2 separate regions of the Sus scrofa genome follow, and region 1 is linked to region 2. A link is a contact called in public HiChIP or PLAC-seq data. All regions are on one chromosome and are shown on one strand. The core of a region is the stretch at or near the end of the contact, and the rest is flanking DNA. Distances in the headings are between cores, read along the strand shown.

The links. HiChIP or PLAC-seq counts read pairs in DNA pulled down with a chosen protein or histone mark.
Region 1: a contact with region 2 is called in an H3K27ac HiChIP or PLAC-seq map of alveolar macrophages. The contact joins the promoter of LPAR6 here to the enhancer-like site in region 2. A contact is called at or near these places in 3 of 5 promoter capture datasets (fetal liver and liver), 9 of 47 Hi-C or Micro-C datasets (adipocytes, alveolar macrophages, embryonic fibroblasts and 5 more) and 2 of 2 datasets of contacts at active chromatin or transcription factors (alveolar macrophages and skeletal muscle).

Annotation. Positions count from the first base shown.
Region 1 is chr11:19,214,528-19,217,616 of Sscrofa11.1, forward strand. LPAR6 (lysophosphatidic acid receptor 6) reads left to right here and starts at 1,778. Exons shown (of 1, transcript XM_003482887.4): 1 at 1,778-3,089. All of the region lies in intron 17 of RB1 (RB transcriptional corepressor 1), which reads right to left.
Region 2 is chr11:19,058,239-19,061,466 of Sscrofa11.1, forward strand. No RefSeq gene overlaps it. Among named protein-coding and RNA genes, the nearest start is that of RCBTB2, 22 kb to the right of the region's middle. Within about 2 kb of position 1,488, at least 8 of the 83 cell types and tissues checked have an H3K27ac peak or open chromatin away from gene starts, as enhancers often do. A contact at or near this core is called in alveolar macrophages and fetal liver, where this site is marked.

The DNA of each region.
Region 1 (3,089 bases), core at 528-3,027, 160 kb after region 2:
TATATTCATAGAGCTAGATCTTAAAAATCTGTCATTTGTAAAAAAAAAAAAAAAAAAAAAAAAAAGGAAAAAAAGAAATTTAGTCAAGCGTATATACTCATTCCTCTTCTAGGAATTTAGAGTGAAACTAGTTATGCAGCATCCTTCTGAGAACTGAGAAAACAGTCACTCAAGTCATTTTCTGTGTTTCTGGTAAAGGCCTGACTGACTATATTAATGGGACTATACTAAGACATTATTACCAGGCATGGCTTTCGCCCTCAAGATTAGAAATTCCAAACTTTGATCCAGCTTTAAAGGCTAGCTTTCTCTAGACATTATCTCCTCTGGAGGCCCTTATCTCCATGTTGTACAAACATCTACTGTTACACTCTACACTGCAATTATTTCTTTGTTTTCTACTCCTAACCGGATTGTATGTCCTAAAAGCCAGACATTTTAACAAGGTCTGAAGAAGTACAAAAAAGGAACTGATGAGATTGGGAGGTCTCCTCCACACAAAAATGAAGTAAGATTTTAAGAGGGGCAGATGAAGGAGCAGGAAGCAGGCAGAGACAGGAAAAAAGGAGGAAGGGACAAGGGAAGTGCTGGAAGTGATGAATACCCTCCCTCAAGTTCTAGGTCTTACACCACCACAGCCTTCCTGCTCCTCTGCACTTCCTTTACCTCTTTGCTTGAAGCTGCTTCAATCACCATTCTTGTCTGCTTTTACTTTGCTATAAATCATCATACATTACCTTTGAAATCTTTCTTCTTCTACTCCCACCCAACCCCACCAGCTGGTTCAACCCCCCGAACTCAGGCTCTAGTAAAGAGTTGCATTTGCAGTAATGACAAAAAGGTAAATCACTTTTAGGTAATGACAGAACGGTAATGATCCCCATTTAGTAATACTAAATTTGTCTACAATTTAATAAATTTTCCTATTAGGTTAAAAGATATTTGGACATAAAATAAATATATTCTATCAATATAAATTATACATGTTCTATTCTCAAACTGAGAAAGTTTTGTTTCTAAACTTAAATAGAAAATTTATCATACAGCACTGTAAATCAACTATACATAAATAAAAAAATAATTTTTTAAAAGAAAAAAATTACTGTAACAGGCTTCAGAAGAATCTAAAACGAGAAGATTTTGGCTTTTTTTTTTTTTGCCACATCCATGATGTGTGGAAGTTCCCAGGGGCAGGGATCAAAGCCACACCCAAGCAGTGACCCAAGCTGCTGCAGTGACAATGCTACATCCTTAATCCACTGCACCACAAGAGAACTCCAACTCCGGCTTTTTTCATAGCTGTAATTTTTTTTTTTTTTTTTTTTTTTGGTCTTTTGTCTTTATAGGGCTGCACCCATGGCATATGGAGGTTCCCAGGCTAGGGGTCTAATTAGAGCTATTGCTGCCAGCCTACACCAGAGCCACAGCAATGTCAGATCCCAACCGTGTCTGCGACCTACACACAGCTCACAGCAACGCCGGATCCTTAACCCACTGAGCGAGGCCAGGGATCGAACCCACAACCTCATGGTTCCTAGTCAGATTTGTTCCCACTGCGCCACGATGGGAACGTCCATAGCTATAAATTTGAGATGGAAAAAGACCCTGAAGAATCACTTCTCATCAGGGCAAACGTGTGCTGCTTTCAAAATGAATAAAATAAATTCAGAACACTGTTCTTCTATTTTAAAATTTCACTGTTCCACACTTTGTTTTAAATGTGAACATAGTTATTTCACTACACTCTCATTCAAATTTTTTTTTTTTTTACATTATCTCATATTCTCAATGTTAAGTACAACTCCAATTATGGCCATCAAAACCTTTAATGAGAGAATACTTTACAGTTGTGAAAATTCCTCCTTGATTAATTTTATAATAAAAAGACATGGTATCTTACTTGTGTTTTGGAAAGGAAAGGTCTTTTGTAGAGGAAAAGCTTTTTTAATGTGTAATCGTCACAGGTTTTTATTTTTTGCTTTTTGCAAACATGTATTACATTAAAAATGCGTGATTTTTAGAATGGATATGAGTAATGTTTAGAATAATATCTCGCACATTTCTCACATCTAAAAATATTAACTGTTCCACACTTTCTTTTTAACTTTTAAAATGTAGGTATAATTTCATATAATAAAATTCTAAAATCTTAAATATTTAGTTTCATCAGTTTGACAGTTTTAAAAGTATAATCTGCTTTAAATTCTTTTTGGAAGCAAGAGCGTATAAATAAATACTTAGTTGATCATTTGTGACTTGATTTGTGACTGTCTGGCAGGGGAAATTGAAAGAGGGTAGGACCAGAAATAAGACAAGATACTATAACCACCACATAGATAAAAGTGACAGGGTTAGTAAAAAGACAGCAGAGAGAATAAAGAAGGGACAAAATAAAACTGATACTATCATCAAGGCTAGAAATAACCAATTCGAAAAAAAAAAACAGAGGAGTTCCTGTCATGGCTTAGCAGAAAACAATCTGACTAGTATCCATGAGGATGCAGTTGGATCTCTGGCCTTGCTCAGTAGGTTAAGGATCTGGCATTGCCATGAGCTGTGGTATAGGTCACAGATGAGGCCAGGGACCAAACTTGCAACCTCATGGTTCCTAGTCAGATTCGTTTCCACTGCACCATGATGGGAACTCCTAAAATATCAGTTTTAAATTAGTTAAGTAACTGAGAAAGAAAAATAAAGTGCTCTTAAATTCACCAAATTTCCTTAATTGATACCTGCAAGGAATAGTTTCAGCTCAAATGGAACCAAGCTAGAAAATAGTAACATTAAACCAAACTATAGTCTTTTCTGAAAAAAATGGTAATTTAGAATAAGAAAAAACATAATCCTTGAGGAAATACTATCTACATTCAACTACCCCTTTCTCACACATACTTCCTTCTAATTTCTTTGGGCTTTAAAAAATGAGTCTACTTTAAACACAGAGAAACCACTCACATGAGCTTTTAAATGAAAACAAAATCTGACCTACATTCCAATATATAATTAATGTCAAATTATTAGGAGGAGTAGGTGAGGGCGGGGGGAATTAAAATCAGGAACCTAAAATTTAGCCAAGTAGTGTAACTTTT
Region 2 (3,228 bases), core at 238-2,737:
GCCTGACAGTGCCCAGTACTGAGTGCTCAAATAAATGTTTGATGGTTGGACAGTCATGCTACTTCCAGCTCCAGGAAAGCTTTTGGTTAAACATGCAAGACAACTGGGTGTCACAAGACTCCCAGGCAAGGCTCACCCATGTCCCTAAAAGCCCACCTCACTCAGATGGCTTGAGCTAGCAGTGCCCAGAAAGGGCAGGCACCGTCTGTAATTAAAAAGGACCTTGGCACTGGCTGACACGCAATGGCCTGAACGTGGCTATAGCTGTTTACAGTTGTCAGTGATTCCAGGAAATTATTTTCTGATGCCATTTCACTAAGAAAATCATGTGATTTCCTTATAGCCAGTTAATTATTGGCTGGTCTTGAATAAATGGTTACACTTAAAGCACAGGTGAAATATGTAGGAAAATAATGCACAGCTCCCATTGACCCTGGCTGTGTCAGGCACTGAACGCTTTTTCAGAGTTGCGTCAGAGAAGGAAGATGAGGTTAAAAGAAAAAGCATGAACTAATGGTTTTTGACTTTGAAAATCCCAATTCCTGTTTCAAACAATGTGTGCTCTCCCTGTGATGCCCCCCTCCCATCCCCAGTAAGTGGCTACACTTTTGTTTTTGGATATAAAAACTGCCTTCAGGCAAGTTTGAACTTGTGTTGGTTGTCTCCACTAGGGCCTTTGAATACTTGTTTAATTGGAACTGAAATAGAACGGTTTGCTCCTGGTAGAAGGAATTCCAGCATTAGGGACAGGGGTGGGAAGTGGCTTTTCCAGAGGGTGGGGTCTGTGGCTGAGACAGCTGGGCAGGTGTGAAAGGAGCACCACAGGTGCCACTCAGCCCTTCTGCCCACTTTGCCTGCACCTGGGCTCGGCCCAAACAGAATGTCAGTGTCAAGGGACCTGCTATGTTCAAGGGACTGAAAGTTACAATATCATCTACAACAATAAAAACCACAAGATTGCTTTCTACTACCAGCCCTCTTGTGTCTTCTAAAATTGGGAGCATCTCAAAGTACTTACATGTATGCCTGTGTCTGTCTGTCTGTGTATATATATATGGGTGTGTGCTATGTATAGAATGTTAGATATAAATATATTTAAACACACAATTAACTGAAAAAATAGAAGGCTTACTCTATCAGGAACTGTATATCCTGCCAGGAAAGAATCTGTCATCACCCCCCACCAAAGGCAGAGTTACTGATTAAATGCCCATGTTCATGTGACATCTGCCTGAGCATACAAAACAGCCTGCAGCTCTCGCTGAGTTTACCATGTGTATTACACACTAGCGTGGGTCCTTCCATAAAGGGAAATCAGACTGAGACGTGAATGGCAAGGGCTGGGCAGTTGGCCAAATTAATACAGACATACTCAGTCTATGGTTAATAGAGACAAGTGTCCACCCTGCGGGATATCATGGCCTTGGCTGTGCCCTACTTCTTCATTTCATGTAGGCTGGTTATGAGCCTGACCCACTGGTAAGCTGACTTACTCAGGCACTGGCTTATTCCAGACTAAACCACTGGCTTCCTATTTCCAGATGATAACACCAAATGCAATGGGCTGAATATTTATGTCCTCCAAACATTCCTCTGTTGAAATTCTAACCTTCATTGTGATGGATTTAAGAAGTGGGGCTTTTGGGAGATGGTGTTTTTCTTGCATGGTCATGAGAGGAGAGTCTTCCTGAACGAGCTTAGTGCCCTTGTGAAAGAGACCCCAGAGAGCTTCCTCACCCCTCCTACCACGTGAGGACACAGCAAGACGACAACCGTCTATGAACCAGGAAGCAAGCCCTCGCCAGACACTGAATTTACCGGTACTTTGGTCTTGAACGTCCCAGCTTTCAGAGCTGTGAAAAACACAATTCTGTTGTGTAAGCCATGCAGTCTGGGTATTTTTGTTACAGCAGCCAGAACAGACTAAGACCCAAGGAAAAGAAAGGCAGTGTTTATTACACACAGGTGCTGTCTAACAATGCTGTCATCCTGGTACTGAAGAAAGTGACCAAGAAACCGGTGAGCTGAAAAGTTATTGGAAAGCTCCCTCCAGTTTACTGTTAGCTGGAAAACTCAGCCCTAGCCCACCTTCACATGGAGCTGTTGCGAGGGGGTTCTCCAAGTCAAGAGGGTGAGAGGAAGGAGGGAGCAGAAGACACTATCATCCACGGTCCACAGGATTCTTACTTGCCTCTCTTCACCCCCAATGTGTGTTCCAGAGGATCAGCCCCAGAGCTGCCAGAGTGACAGCATCTAAGGCTCTCAGGAGGGAACTTTCGAGATTAAAACCTATATCCTAAGCCTCAGGAGCAGCTGGGCCAGGCTCTGCCCAGGATAACACATGCTCCCCACTTGCCCAGGAGTCCAGGAGCCCATCCTCCAGGCACTTCCTTGGTGACTCAGATCTCAGGAGGCTTGGTGACCCTTGGGATGATAATGGTTTTGAAGCTTGTGACAAACTAGCTGAAAAGGAAAAAAATGTCAGCCCCATACACCCCTTCCCCAGAGGAATTGTATGTCTCAGAAAGAGTTCTAAAGAATACCACATTGGGGCATTCCTCTCGTGGCTCAGTGGAAATGAATCTGACTAGCATCCATGAGGACAGAGGTTCAATCCCTGGCCTTGCTCAGTGGGTTAAGGATCCGGCATTGCTGTGAGCTGGCATGTAGGTCACAGACACAGTTTGGATCCCGTGTTGCTGTGGCTGTGATGTAGGCCGGCAGCTACAGCTCTGATTGGACCCCTAGCCTGGGAAACTCCATGTGCTGCAGGTTCAGACCTAAAGACCAAAAAAGGAAAAAAGAATACAATATCAGAGTTCCCACTGTGGTACAGTGGGATCAGTAGCGTTTTGGGAGCATTGGGTCACAGGTTCGAATCCCCAGCCCAGCACAGTGGGTAGGGATGCAGTGCTGCTGCAGCTGCAGCTTAGAACATGACTGTGGCTTGGATCTGATCCCTGGCCCGTGAACTCCACATGCCTCAGGGCAGCCAAAAGTGGGGGCGGGAAGAATACAAGTATCAAAGAGATGACCAGACACAGAGCTTTAGCTTCGTGTTTTGATTTTTACTTCCCCTTCCCCTCAGATATTCATGGTTTCCCTTACAGTCTCAAAGGGAGTCTGAAATTCACCCAAGTTCTTAAAATAAATCCAATTTAATTATTATCATATTTAGACAAATTAATGCACGTCTTAAAATATTTCCAGAAGAGGATAGGAAAGGAT